Linked DNA regions of Sus scrofa: region 2 is linked to region 1. The links are chromatin contacts, called in public targeted proximity ligation maps. All regions are on one chromosome and are shown on one strand. The core of a region is the stretch at or near the end of the contact, and the rest is flanking DNA. Distances in the headings are between cores, read along the strand shown. Region 1 has its middle 120 kb from the start of PDP1. Region 2 has its middle 55 kb from the start of PDP1.

Evidence for each region.
Region 2: a targeted proximity ligation map of skeletal muscle shows a contact between it and region 1, with 2.9 times the contacts expected there. A contact is called at or near these places in 7 of 47 Hi-C or Micro-C datasets (brain, embryonic fibroblasts, fetal heart ventricle and 3 more) and 1 of 2 datasets of targeted methods (skeletal muscle).

Annotation. Positions count from the first base shown.
Region 1 is chr4:42,651,607-42,658,464 of Sscrofa11.1, forward strand. No RefSeq gene overlaps it. Among named protein-coding and RNA genes, the nearest start is that of PDP1, 120 kb to the right of the region's middle.
Region 2 is chr4:42,719,827-42,726,402 of Sscrofa11.1, forward strand. No RefSeq gene overlaps it. Among named protein-coding and RNA genes, the nearest start is that of PDP1, 55 kb to the right of the region's middle.

The sequences.
Region 1 (6,858 bases), core at 4,290-6,789:
TCACTGTGGCACAGTGGGTTAAGGATCTAGCATTGTCTCTATACTAACTTGAGTCACTGCTGAGGAGCAGGTTTGCTTCCTGGCCTGTGCAGTGGGTTAAGGAACTGGTGTTGCCACAGCTGTGGCACAGTTTGCAGCTGCCACTCCGATTTAATCTCTGGCCTGGGAACTTCCATATGTTGGAAAAAAAAAAATAGAAGGCAGCAATTCTGCCACTTATGTTCACAGATGAACTTGAAGGACATTATGCTAAGTGACATAAACCAGTTACACAAAGACAAATACTATATGATTCCACTTAAATGAGTTATGTACTCAAACCCATAGAAACAGAAAGTAGAATTGTGATTGTCAGGGGCTGACTGGGGTAGGGGGATAAAGAGTTGTTCAATGGGTATAGAGTTACAGCTTTGTGAGATGAAAAAGTTTTAGAGATCTGTTGCACAACACTGTAAATATAGTTAACACACTTAAAAACTGTACACTATAAAATGATGAAGAGGAAAAATTGTGCGTTATGCTTTTTGCCCAATTAAAAAAATTCATCATGTTCGTGGAGTGGATGTGGAGAAAAAGGAACCCTTTTACACTGTTGGTGAGAATGTAAATTGGTACAACCACTATGGAGAATAGTATGGAGATTCCTTAAAAAACTAAAAATAGAGCTACCATATGATCATGCAATCTCACTCCTGGGCATATATCTGGAGAAAATTATAATTTGTAAATATACATGCACCCCCCCAATGTTGAATGCAGTATTAGTGCATATGTATATATACATACACACACAATCTATATAATATTACTCAGCCTTGAAAAAGAATGAAATAATGCTATTTGCAGCAACAATGATGAAGCTAAAGATTATCAAAATAAGTGAAGTACGTCAGAAAAAGACAAATATCATATGATATTGCTCATACATACAATGAAAGGTACAAATGAATTTATGTATAAAACAGAAATAGACCCACAGACACAGAAAACAAACTTATGGTTGCCAAAGAGGAAAGGGGAGGGGAGGGATAAATCAGGAGTTTGATATCAATATATACACACTACTATATATAAAATAGATAACCAATAAAGACCTACTGTATATCACAGGGAACTATACTCAATAATTTGTAATAACCTATAAGGAAAATAATCTTTAAAAAATAGATGTATGTGAAAAAATTTGGATATTCTCATTAAAGACATTAAAAAAACTCATCTACATCAACATCACTGATTATTAGAGAAATGCAAATCAAAACTACTAGGAGATAACACCTCACACCAGTCAGAATGGCCATCATTAATAAGTCCACAAAAAACAAATGCTGGAGGGGGTGTGGAGAAAAGGGAACCCTCCTGCAGTGTTGGTGGGAACGTAAGCTGGTACAACCACTGTGGAGAACAGTATGGAGATACCTTAGAAAATTATACATAGAACTACCATATGACCTAGCAATCCCACTCTTGTGCATATATCTGGACAAAACTCTACTTAAAAAAGACACATGCACCCACATGTTCATTGCAGCACTATTCACAATAGCCAAGACATGGAATCAACTCAAATGTCCATCGATAGATGATTGGATCAGGAAGATGTGGTATATATATACACAATGGAATACTACTTGGCCATAAAAAAGAACAAAATAATGTCATTTGCAGCAACATGGATGGAACTAGAGACTCTCATCCTGAGTGAAGTAAGTCAGAAAGAGAAAGACAAATACCATATGATATCGCTTATATCTGGAAACTAACATATGGCACAAAGGAATCTTTCCACAGAAAAGAAAATCATGGACTTGGAGAATAGACTTGTGGTTGCCAAGAGGGAAAGGGAGGGAGTGGAAGGGACTGGGAGCTTGGGGTAAATAGATGCAGAATGTTGCCTTCGGGACAGATTAGCAATGATATCTTGCTGTGTAGCACTGAGAACTCTGTCTAGTCAATTATGATGGAACACGTAATGTGAGAAAAAAGGATGTATACATGTATGTGTAACTGGGTCACCATGCTGTACAGTAGAAAAAATATATATATAAAGAAATAATTTTTTAAAACCCTCATCTAATGTACAGTTAAAATATGCACATTTTATTTTGCATATATTATATTCTAATGAATCTGAAATAGGCAAAAAAGAAAAAAGTGTATTACTTACAGAAAACACTAGAAGAAACAGCTCTTTAAAAAATCTCTTTAAATATTTCTGTTGATGGGGAGGGGTAGGCAGGGACTGCTAGTTCATATTGCAATTAAAAGTTAAATGTTTAAAGATGTTAATATAGGAGTTCCCGTCGTGGCTCAGTGGTTAATGAATCTGACTAGAAACCATGGGGTTTTGGGTTCGATACCTGGCCTTATTCGGTGGGTTAAGGATCCAGCATTGTTGTTAGCTGTGGTGTAGGTCACAGATGCAGCTCGGATCCCGTGTGGCTCTGGTGTAGGCCAGTGACTATACCTCGGATTAGATCCCTAGCCTGGGAACCTCCATATGCTGTGGGAAGCAGCCCTAGAAAAGGCAAACAGACAATAAATAAATAAATAAATAAATAAATAAATATATTGCCCAGGAAAAAAATATCATTAAATTAAAAAAAAATTTATTCAAGGACCTGAGTAAATACACTAAGGTTTCAATGGAAAAATGGGTCAAGGTTATGTTTCAAGAAAGAAATCAAAGGGCTGATGAAAATAAGAAAAAAAGTGTTCAAAGTTATTAGTAACCAAAGAAATCCAGTAATATAAAAATTTTCATATCAAATAGCAAATAGTAATAAAAAATCATATTCGATGATGGCATAGATGGAATAGGACTAAAGTTTTCACATACTGTGATGCAACCTTCCAAGAGGACAATTTGAGAATATGTCCTTTGGGTCATACCTTTTAACCCAATGGCTCTAGGAATTCATCATTAACAGAAAATTAAAGGATTAAATGAGATACATGGATAAAAAATTGTATACAAAAGAGTTTATCACTCCACTATTATTTCCAGTGTTTTATTATGAATAATTTCAAACACAGCAAAGTTGAAAGTACAGCGAACTCCCATGTGCCATTCACCTAGATTAAATTATTGATAACATTTTGCCACATTTGAAAGTATAAGTATTCATCCTCAATATCTTTTGCCAGCACTATTTGTAATAGCAAGCTTTAGATAGACCAAACTTACAGTAGCAAAGGAATGCTACAAAGGTTATAGAATATTATGCGGAGTTCCCGTCGTAGTGCAGTGGTTAACGAATCCGACTAGGAACCATGAGGTTGCGGGTTCGATCCCTGCCCTTGCTCAGTGGGTTAACGATCCGGTGTTGCCATGAGCTGTGGTGTAGGTTGCAGATGCGGCTCGGATCCTGCGTTGCTGTGGCTGTGGCGTAGGCCAGTGGCTACAGCTCTGATTAGACCCCTAGCCTGGGAACCTCCATATGCCGTGGGGGGTGGCCCAAAGAAATAGCAAAAAGACAAAATATATATATATATATATATATAATGCACAGGTTAAAATGATGTTCGTGATGCATTTTCATTACCTTGAAACAGCTTATAATATATTGTTAAATAAAGCAAAGGTCAAATTGTATGACCTCAACTCAAAAACACCAATAGTTAACAGTAGTTATCTCTGGTTATTGGGATTATAGATCTTTTTTATTTTTTATATTATATTTTTTAGTTTTTAGCAAAACATACAGTCAAAATTCCCAATTAATATTTCCGCAAGAAGAAATTCCAGAAAAGTGACTTTTTTATTCAACAAATATGACATAGTGAGTCCTTTCCTATGTGTAATATCATATTGCACCCCTACCACTAATACCATTTCCGAAATCAAAATACCAGTCTGTGGAAGTTTTAGGAAAGTCTGTGGTGAGCTTCTCTCTGAGTTCCTGTTGTGGCACAGCAGTAACAAACCCAACTAGTATCCATGAGGATGCAGGTTCAATCCCTGGCCTCGCTCAATGGGTTAAGGGTCCAGTGTCGCCCCAAGCTATGGTGTAGGTCAAAGACACGGCTAGGATCTGGGGTTGCTGGGCTGTGGCATAGACCTGCAGCTATATCTCCAATTCCAACCCTAGCCTGGGAACTTCCATATGCCACAGATGTGGACCTAAAAAAAGAAAAAAAGAAAAAAAAAGTCTGTGGTGAGTTTCTTGTTTTTGTATTTTGTTTTGCTTTTCAGGGTCTCACTGGTGGCATATGGAAGTTCCCAAGCTAGGGGTAGAAATGGAGCTATAGCTCCTATCCTACACCACAGCCAAAGCAACACAGGATCCTAGCCGTGTGGGTGTGACCTACACCACAACTCATGGCAATGCCACAGGCTTTGCAGGAACCTCTATTACCTGATACCCCAGAGGACTGAGAAAGGTGCCCCTTCCACCTCCCCCATCTCCTGAAGTGCTGCGCATGCTCTCTTGCAGCAGCAGGGCTGTCATTAGATCTGGTCTCCTTTTCTGCCTTCTACACTACACTCTTAACTCCTTTTTTTTTTTTTGTCTTTTTCTAGGGCCACACCCGTGGAATATGGAGGTTCCCAGGCTAGGGGTCTAATTGGAGCTGCAGCTGCCTACCTACACCAGAGCCACAGCAACGCCAGATCCGAGCTGCGTCTGCGACCTACACCACAGCTCATGGCAACATGGGATCCTTAACCCACTGAAGGAGGCCAGGGATTGAACCCGCAACCTCATGGTTCCTAGTCTGATTCATTAACCGCTGAGCCACGACGGGAACTCCCTAGACTCTTAGATCTTGAGGACAGGGCCTGCCTCATCTCAGGGTCCCAAACACGTAGAAGAGGGTCAGTCTCAGACACCAGGACTTTGACTGTGATTCCTGGAAACTATTCAAAATGACTCCAGAACCTCCTCTTGTCTTTTGGGGTTTCTTGGCTTTACTCAGAGAAATGCCTGAAAAAGCTATGACTTCCTATCTGGCTTCCAGCAGGAGCTCAGTTTTGTCCCACCTCTGATCCTGTGCCTCAGTAAGGGCAACTTTTTCTCTTCCAGAGGGAAAACATTTTGGAAGTGACACGGATCATCTTCTAGAAGCCTGGGGTAGGAGGAAGGGCAGTGGGGAAGGAGTCAAAAATAAAAGCTCCTTTGGAGCGAACAGTGAGCTGAATCCAAATCCACTCTGTCAGCGGATTGACCTCCTCCTCCCTGGGCTAGTTTCCAAGTCTGTGAAAGGTTAAGTCTGGGGCTGATGGCTTCTCAGCCTCACTCAATGTGAGTCAGAGGCAGCGACCCCGCCAGAGTCCTGGACAGGGGTAGAGAGGATACCAGTCCGCCTAAATTCCTAGAGAATTCCAAACAAAATCGGGAGAAAGGAAATTCAGAGGGCATCTCCACCCTGATCTGGAGTCTTCTCCACTTGAGAGAACAAAACAAAACAAAACAAAACACAACCCTTCTCTAAATATAGGAGCCTTCCTTAGACTCCATCCCCTATGGTTTAGTGGTGCGTCCCTGGCTGGAGACATCCCTCCTGCAAGCTCATCGCACCTTGCAGGCTTAATGCAGGTTCGCGACTGCAAGGCTGGCTCAGCGTTTTGGGGGCATTTACTTCCGATCCCGGTACAAAGTTCTGCACACACCACTGCTTAATGAATAAGGATCAGGGACTCTGTTAGCTCCGACCTCCTGCTCGCTGGCCTTTGCCCAGGGCCGCCTAGCCTGCCAGGCTGTGCAGTCATCGGTGAAAGCCTTCAGTGGCAGGCTGCTTCGGGGTTTGGTACGTTTGAATCATTTTCAAAACCAGAATATGGACATCGGACTGAAACCCCCGCACATCCTCTGTGTCTCGGCTCCCTTTACGGAATCGTCGCAAATGAGCAGACATAAAACCAGACAGGAAGTTAGGGCATTCAGAAGAGTGCAGATTCACGCCAAGGTCCTCAAAATTTATCTTTTGAAACACTGGGGCTGCCTCAATGTTTGAGAGAATGTCGTGTTGGAATGAGCACTTCCTGTGACAAAATAATTACCCTGCAGCTCCCCAGCCAGTCGCCGGCACTATGGAAACCAACGACCTGCCGCGGGTGGCCAGTGACTAATGTGAACTGAATTTTAAAAGGCGTAATTTTGCCAAAAAAGAAAAGTAGGACAATAATAAAATTCGTAAACTTTTATATATGACATTTATGACTTTTCTTATGTACCTGAGATATTTTTCTTTGCCGGAATCCAGGGCACAACGACTTAAGATCCCAGCTATTCTGAATAAACGATCTCAAACTTTGAGTATTAGTGATTTGTGACAATACAGAGAACTGGGCCAAAGTAGAACTTCTAGCTTCACATTGTAATAAAAAATAAAACAAAAACCATAATACAGTGTTATTCCTAGGGCCTTTTATATAAACCTGCCTGCCTGACTGCTCGCAGGCACAGGCTGGCCCATGCCACCCGGTGAAGGCCTAGGCGAGTGGCCAGCCTGACCTGTGAGACTGATTTAGGTCCTAAGTGTCTTCCACAAGCATTTCCTTTGACCCCTAGAGTAATTTGAAAACAGATGATGTTTTGCTATGGAAAGTTCTGCTCCTGGAACTATGCCCAAACTTTTGATATGGGAAAATTTTTACATCTATTGCTTAATAATTCCCAACACACAACATAAAATCCCCACAATTTAGGGTACTTGAGCTCACCCTGCCCAAAATACATCAATTAATCAAAAACAACAAAGGGGATTTATTTCCCACAGTAAGTTAAGCGGAGGAGAAACCACAGGGCTGTAGTTCCCTAGGGCAGGATAGACTGTTTTTACTCCTTTTATCCCATAGGGAAAGCCTCTCTGCTTACTCCCTTCCTCACTCCCTGGGAGCTGCTCATCTGTTGTTCA
Region 2 (6,576 bases), core at 3,580-6,079, 68 kb after region 1:
GAATTGGCCACTGGGTCTCCCTAAAGCCCTGAGTGGATGGCCCTGCCTCCTCACCAGTCACACCCCACACATGATCCCCTTTGTTCACGCCTCTCCAACCTTTGGTGAGTTTCCTGAATGTGCCAAACTGGGCTCTTAGTTTTATGACTTGATAGCATCCTCTCTGCCATTCAGAGCCCCCATGCTAATGACAGATGTGTGCTCCTGTGATCAATGCTCATAACCTGAAGGAGTGTGGGGAAGAGGTTAAAGAGCCCCAAAGAGAGAAGACAGAAAGGTCAGCTGAAGTCAGATTGTGAAGAGCTGCCCAGGTGTCAGACTGAGAAAACTCCTCGACATGACTTTGTCTGCTTTGGGGAGTCATCAAAGGTTTCTGAGCAAGGAAGCAAGGTGATCAGAGGTGTGCTTTAGGAATCGAGTTGCATCTAGTAGTCTAAGCAAGGTGGGATGGAGGAAGACAGAGCAAGGGCCCATTTGCTATAGCCCAAGTAAGAGGCATGAGACGATGCACAAAGGTAATGGGGAAGAAAAGGCGAGGACAGATTCAGGAGACTGGGCCAAGTCAACATTTGACGATCATTTGTCTATGGTATGAAAAGATTCATCATCATAAATCAAAATCAAAAGGGTAGAGAAGGAGGGCCCCTTTGAAGAGAAGATTCTGGAATTGTTCAGCGGGAGGCCAGCCTGCATGTCAGACAGATGGAACTGGATGGTGAGTGGAAGAAGGGTTACGGCCAGTGAAGACGTGGGTGCCATGTGCATGGAGATAGTCCCCGTATGGAGGAGGAGGAGGAGAGAAGAAAGGAGCTGGGAAGCAGTAAGAGTGCTGAGAGAGATGGTGGAGATTTAGGGAAGCCAAGGGTTCGGGAAGGGTCGAGGAGGAGACCTTGATCCGTAATGCAAAGTGCTCTGCCAAGACTGGAAGAGGTGACACCAGTGAGTAAAGCCAAGTAACAGGGAAGCTGGGAGAGCAATACAGTGAGGGCGAACCTACACTGCAGGGATTTTTCTGAGCCTGCAGAGGTGATTCTGCTGCCCTCTGCTGCTGGACCCGATTTAATTAAGTAGGACACATATCCGCGTTTACTTGACCACCAGCCGTGAACCAGGTGCCTTATGCTATTTTAATAATTTTTTACCACAGTCTTGAGAAGAAAACATATTTTCCCGTTTTAGTATTTTAGTATCCATTATTGTATAATTTACAGTTTAAAATGGATCTCAGGGACAAATTGTAACTTGCCTAGGACACACAGTGAGTAAAATTGCTAGATTGTAAATTCTTCAAGGGCAGGACCCATGAGTTTTATTCATTGTCATCTATGCCTAGATAGCAATGCTGGGCATATCAGATAGGATGCTTCTTCAGATGAATGAATGAATGAATGGATTTAGTAAGTTTGGCATCAAAATTAGATCTAAATCCCATAAACCTTCCAAATGTACACTGCTACTCCTCTTTTTCCAACAGAAAGGATTGTCTTATTGCCAATGTCTTTAAAAATCTCTTAAGAAACAAGAGTGGGAGTTCTCTTGTGGCTCAGCAGATTAAGGATCTGGAATAGTCACTGCATAGGCTCTGATTACTGCAATGGTGTTGGTTCGATCCCTGGCCTGAGAACTTCCTTCCGCATGCCCCAGGTGCTGTCAAAAGAAAGAAAAGAAAAGAAAAAAGAAAGGAAAGGAAAGAAACAGGAGTGAAGAAGCTGACTTCAGGAGAGGTATTATTGCTGAATAAAAGTATGTGATTATAAACTCACTTTGCAAATTACCCAGCTGATAAACCAATCAAACAATCAAGTCAATCAAAGCTAAATTCATCATGTGCAAGTCAAAGCTTACAAGTCAGTAAATATGTATGACTTTTAAGAAACATTTCAGGAAGAAAGTGCCCCTCATCCATTCCAAAAGTCAATCATGAAGCAAATTGTTTCAAATTATAGGAGACAACTTTTCAAATACTTTTTAGAGAAAATTATTTTCTTAAGGTGACATTCTGTCATATATATTTCAGAAGGCAAATTCATAAGAAATAGCAGCCACATATTTGAAACAAATTATTGGAAGTTGGAAGAGATTTTAAATTTAGCTTCTACAGGATATAATTTTTGAGTCTTCTTATGAAAACATCTGGAAGAGACATTTCATAAGAAGGAAGATTTGAACCACAACAATCTATGTGCTTCTGTCATTGAAGGCAGGCATCCTACTGATTTTCAGCTTCTTCCATTGAGTCTAAGTTCAGCTGGGAGCTGGGAGGTTGGATGGGCCATTAAAAAGCATTATAGGTGCAAACAAAATTTCAAGTCTGCGTGTAATTAAATGCAAGTCTGGAAAATCAGCTGGACCTTCTAAATATCAGTTTTCCCCACTGTAATATGGGATTAAATGTGCCTGGTCTACTGAATTAACAGAGCTGTTTTAAAAATAAAAGCAGACAATATAAATATAAAATTGGTAAGTACCATCAAAACACTACACAGATGCAGTGTCATCCTCATTGCCTCTTCCCTAAAAGATGCTTCTCATTCATTCCCATCCCAACAGAACACTCTCCAAGGAGTCTTGTTGCTGCTGGGTTTTCTCTGGGTTGTCGTCTTACTGAAACACAGGCTTGAGTGGCTCTGCAAGAATTCTCTGGGCCAGGCTGCTTGTTCTTATCCTGGAGAGAAAACTGTCTTCACTCATCTAGAGTTGCAGATGTCTGCCTCTTCTAGATGGGTCTTGAGGTTTTGAATTTCCAAGAAGCTTCCAGAATCATATATCCCCTGTATTTTGGAGCATATGAGTTCCAATCCTGAGGTGGGAACACCCATTGGTATCTTTCTCAAAGTAAATTTCAAGGAGGCCATGGACAGGACTTGCTTGGGGAGTATCTTTCCAAACAGGGAGGCTGTGGCTCTTTCCAAAGGTTGAGCTTGGACTGCAGTGTTCTTCTTGGGGGCCCCTCCCTGAGCTAAAGGGATGGTTGGGAACAGGCCCAGCTCCCAGGAAGCCTGTTGCCTTCTTCTTGGCTGAGCATTGCAACCAGGGGCCAGATCTCCAGCTTTGGGCTAAAGAGGATAATGATCTCTGCTCCAGGCCTCCCCAGCTGGACACTTCTTGAATGGCTCTAAGTGAAAACTGAAGCATTTAGAGAGTATGTAGGAGGGGGATGGGCAGAACACAGACAGCCAGGCTCACATTTGAGGATTACCTGGAGTAAGGTAAGAGAGGACAGTGGAGATGGTCGCCAACAAAAGTAATACCTACCACACACTTATTCAACACTTCTAATGTACCAAGAACTGTAAATACATCACCTCCCACCCCTAAGACCCTATTGGACAAGGACTGATATAGGTAATTGAGCAAGGCCAATGGGAGAAAACCACATCTTTCTGGACCCCATGTTGGTACCCCCCATCTTTAAGGAATAAAAACCCTAAAGGACAACAGAAGAAGGGGACTCTTCTTCCCGCTCCCAGCAGCCCTGGGAGCTATCTGCTTTCCTGTAATAAACACTTTGCTTGCTTAAAAAAAAAAAAAAAAAAAAAAAAAAAAAGGAGTTCCCGTCATGGTGCAGTGGTTAACGAATCTGACTAGGAACCATGAGGTTGCGGGTTCGGTCCCTAGCCTTGCTCAGTGGGTTAATGATCTGGCATTGCTGTGAGCTGTGGTGTAGGTTGCAGACACGGCTTGGATCCCGTGTTGCTGTGGCTCTGGCGTAGGCCAGTGGCTACAGCTCCAATTCGACCCCTAGCCTGGGAACCTCCATATGCCATGGGAGCAGCCCAAAGAAATAGCAAAAAGACAAAAAAAAAAAAAAAAAGAAAAAGATATAATTCTGTAACAACAACAAAAAAAATCACCTCATTTAATCCTCCTAACAGCTCATGCTTCCAGGTAGATATCATGGCACTGATTTTATTTCTACAGATGAATAAACTGAGACACAAAGTCTCATGTCCACAAAATATTTATTGAGCACCTATCATTTTTCAGACACTGAGGATAGAGTGACAAATTCAGGACATTACTGATGCAGAACTAATGACCAAGAGGAGGTCAAAAAACTTGCCCAGGATATAGTCCCTGACAGGATGTAAGAAGCAGAATTTAAATATAGATCTGACTGCCAGGCAACCTTCCCACCTGAAAGCTTCATTCATTCATTTGTTCACTCAGTCAGTAAAGAGTCAAGTTTTGAGCAGGTACTATGTGCCAGGCACAATGCCGAGGTTGAATGCATAAAACCATGAGTAAATCAGGCAGAGATTTCATGGCACTTAAAACCTGCCCCACTGCCACGGGGACCGCTCACCAGGGGAGAGCGACTATCCCCTCCCACGGAGCCCTGCTGCCAATTTCAGGCTGATTCTCTAGGGCTCTCGTTCATGCACCACGATGGGGACATTTCTAGCTGATTGTTCTTTCCATTTATGGACAAAATCATTTTCTTGGAGAAAATGCCGGTTCTGGACAGATGAGATCATTCATAAGTGAGAGGGATATAAATAGGTAAATTATATAAAATAACAGGAACAGAGATTCCGCGTTTCAAAAGCAGATACCCATTGCGGTCCAGCCTCTGGGTCTCCACGACACAGATCCTCTAGGCTGAAGGTGGCAAAAGGGCCGGCTTTGTCCCGGGGCTGCGTCAGAGCCTACGCAGGATCCACACACATCACTGCGCTGTCAGCTGCCCACGCCTCACTTGGGTTGGAATCACTTTTCTCCGACCCCGTTAACAGGATCGGGTGGGATGTGTGTGTATTTGATTAGAGTGTGACTGCCACTGCAGGAAGCCGAGCTCTGTGCGCAGACGCCCTGCTCCCTGCGGAAACCCAAGGGGTTAGAAGCCCCCCAGCCCCACCTGTTGACTACTCCCTGCAACTGCCATCACGCCCTCTTACTCTTCCAGAGGCGCTGATTCTTTTTGTTCCATTTCCTTTAGCTTTGGACTTCAGGGTATATTGTTGGATTCAGTTATATATGACTAACCCTTGCCTTGCTGACGGTGTAATTTGTGTTTGTTCCTAGTATTCAGAACGGAAACCACTGATGCCATGATTTCTTATTCATAACACAGAGGTGGACCGATGTTTTGTGGTTCAGGCACCTGACGGCAAACTGTAGTTATTATCATGCCTTCACAACCTCTTCTGCTGCTTCTAGCTGCATCTATGGTCCTGTCTCCTGGCTTTACCGACCTTTCTGTTGTCCCAACAAGGCCTCCCTCAGTGATGGCTGTATATTCTCTCCTTTTCTGGGATTTGTCTGGAATGTCTCACCATCGCATTGAAATATTCTGTTTGCAAATTACCCAGCTCTTTTCTGTTAATTCTCCCCAGTTTTGTCTGCATGTCACACCTCCAGCCAATCAGTTATTTGGATGTTTGGACGAATGTATATCTACTCACCTCAGCCTCTGTATTCCACAACAAGCAGGTACCAGTGATGAAGATGGAATTATTCTTAAACTTCTTTTAGGTCTAATTTAGCCTGGACAGGCTGGGTTGCCAGATTTAGGCTCAATAGCATGAGGGGAAAATTCTTAGCCTATTTCTTGGCACAAATCATAATTTAATAAATGTTTATTTCCTTCCTTCCTTGGAAGTAATCATTCAGCCCGGACTCCCTTAGAGACTCTCCATTCTTAGATAATCAGGAGCCCATACCCAAGAAGAGAACAATCAGACTTCTGCACATAGGCATCTCCACATTTCCAAAGCAATCCAACAAGGCAGACTTTGTGAGAGAATAGAATCCTCGGAGTTCCTGTCGTGGCTCAGTGGCTAACAAATCTGACTATCAACCATGAGGTTGCAGGTTCGATTCCTGGCCTCGCTCAGTGGGTTAAGGATCCAGCGTTGCCGAGAGCTGTGGTGTAGGTCGTTGATGCGGCTCGGATCCCATGTTGCTGTGGATCTGGTGTTGGGTTGGCAGCTACAGTTCCAATTAGACCTCTGGCCTGGGAACTTCCGTATGCCGTGGGAGCAGCCCTAGAAAAGGCAAAAAGACAAAAAAAAAAAAAAAAAAAAAAAAAAAAAAAAAGAATCCTGGTGTTAAAATGGCACTTAGAGATAATCTCCATTGACCCTTAGGTGATTTGACAGGCTTTAAAATAGTTCAGTAATTTTTTTTTTCTTTTTACAGCTGCGCTTGTGGCATAGGGAAATTCCTAGGTTAGGGATGGAATCGGAGCTGCAACTGAGGTCAGTACCACAGCCATGGCAATAGCGGGTCTGAGCCACATCTGTGACTTGCACAGCAGCCTGTGGCAATGATGAATCCTTAGCCCACTGAGTGAGGGATCCAGGGATCTTAACCTGTGCTGAGCCGTGCTGAGAACTCCTAGATCAGTAATTATTAATTTTTTTTTTCTTTTTAGGCCACACCTGCAGCATCTGGAAGTTCCCAAGCTAGGAGTCAAATCAGAGCTGTAGTGGCCAGTCTATACCAGAGCCTCAGCAACTCGGGATCCAAGCCACGTCTGCAACCTGCACAACAGCTCATAGCAATGCCAGATCCTTAACTCACTGAGCAAGGTCGGGGGATGAAACCTGCATCCTCATGGATCCTGGTCATGTT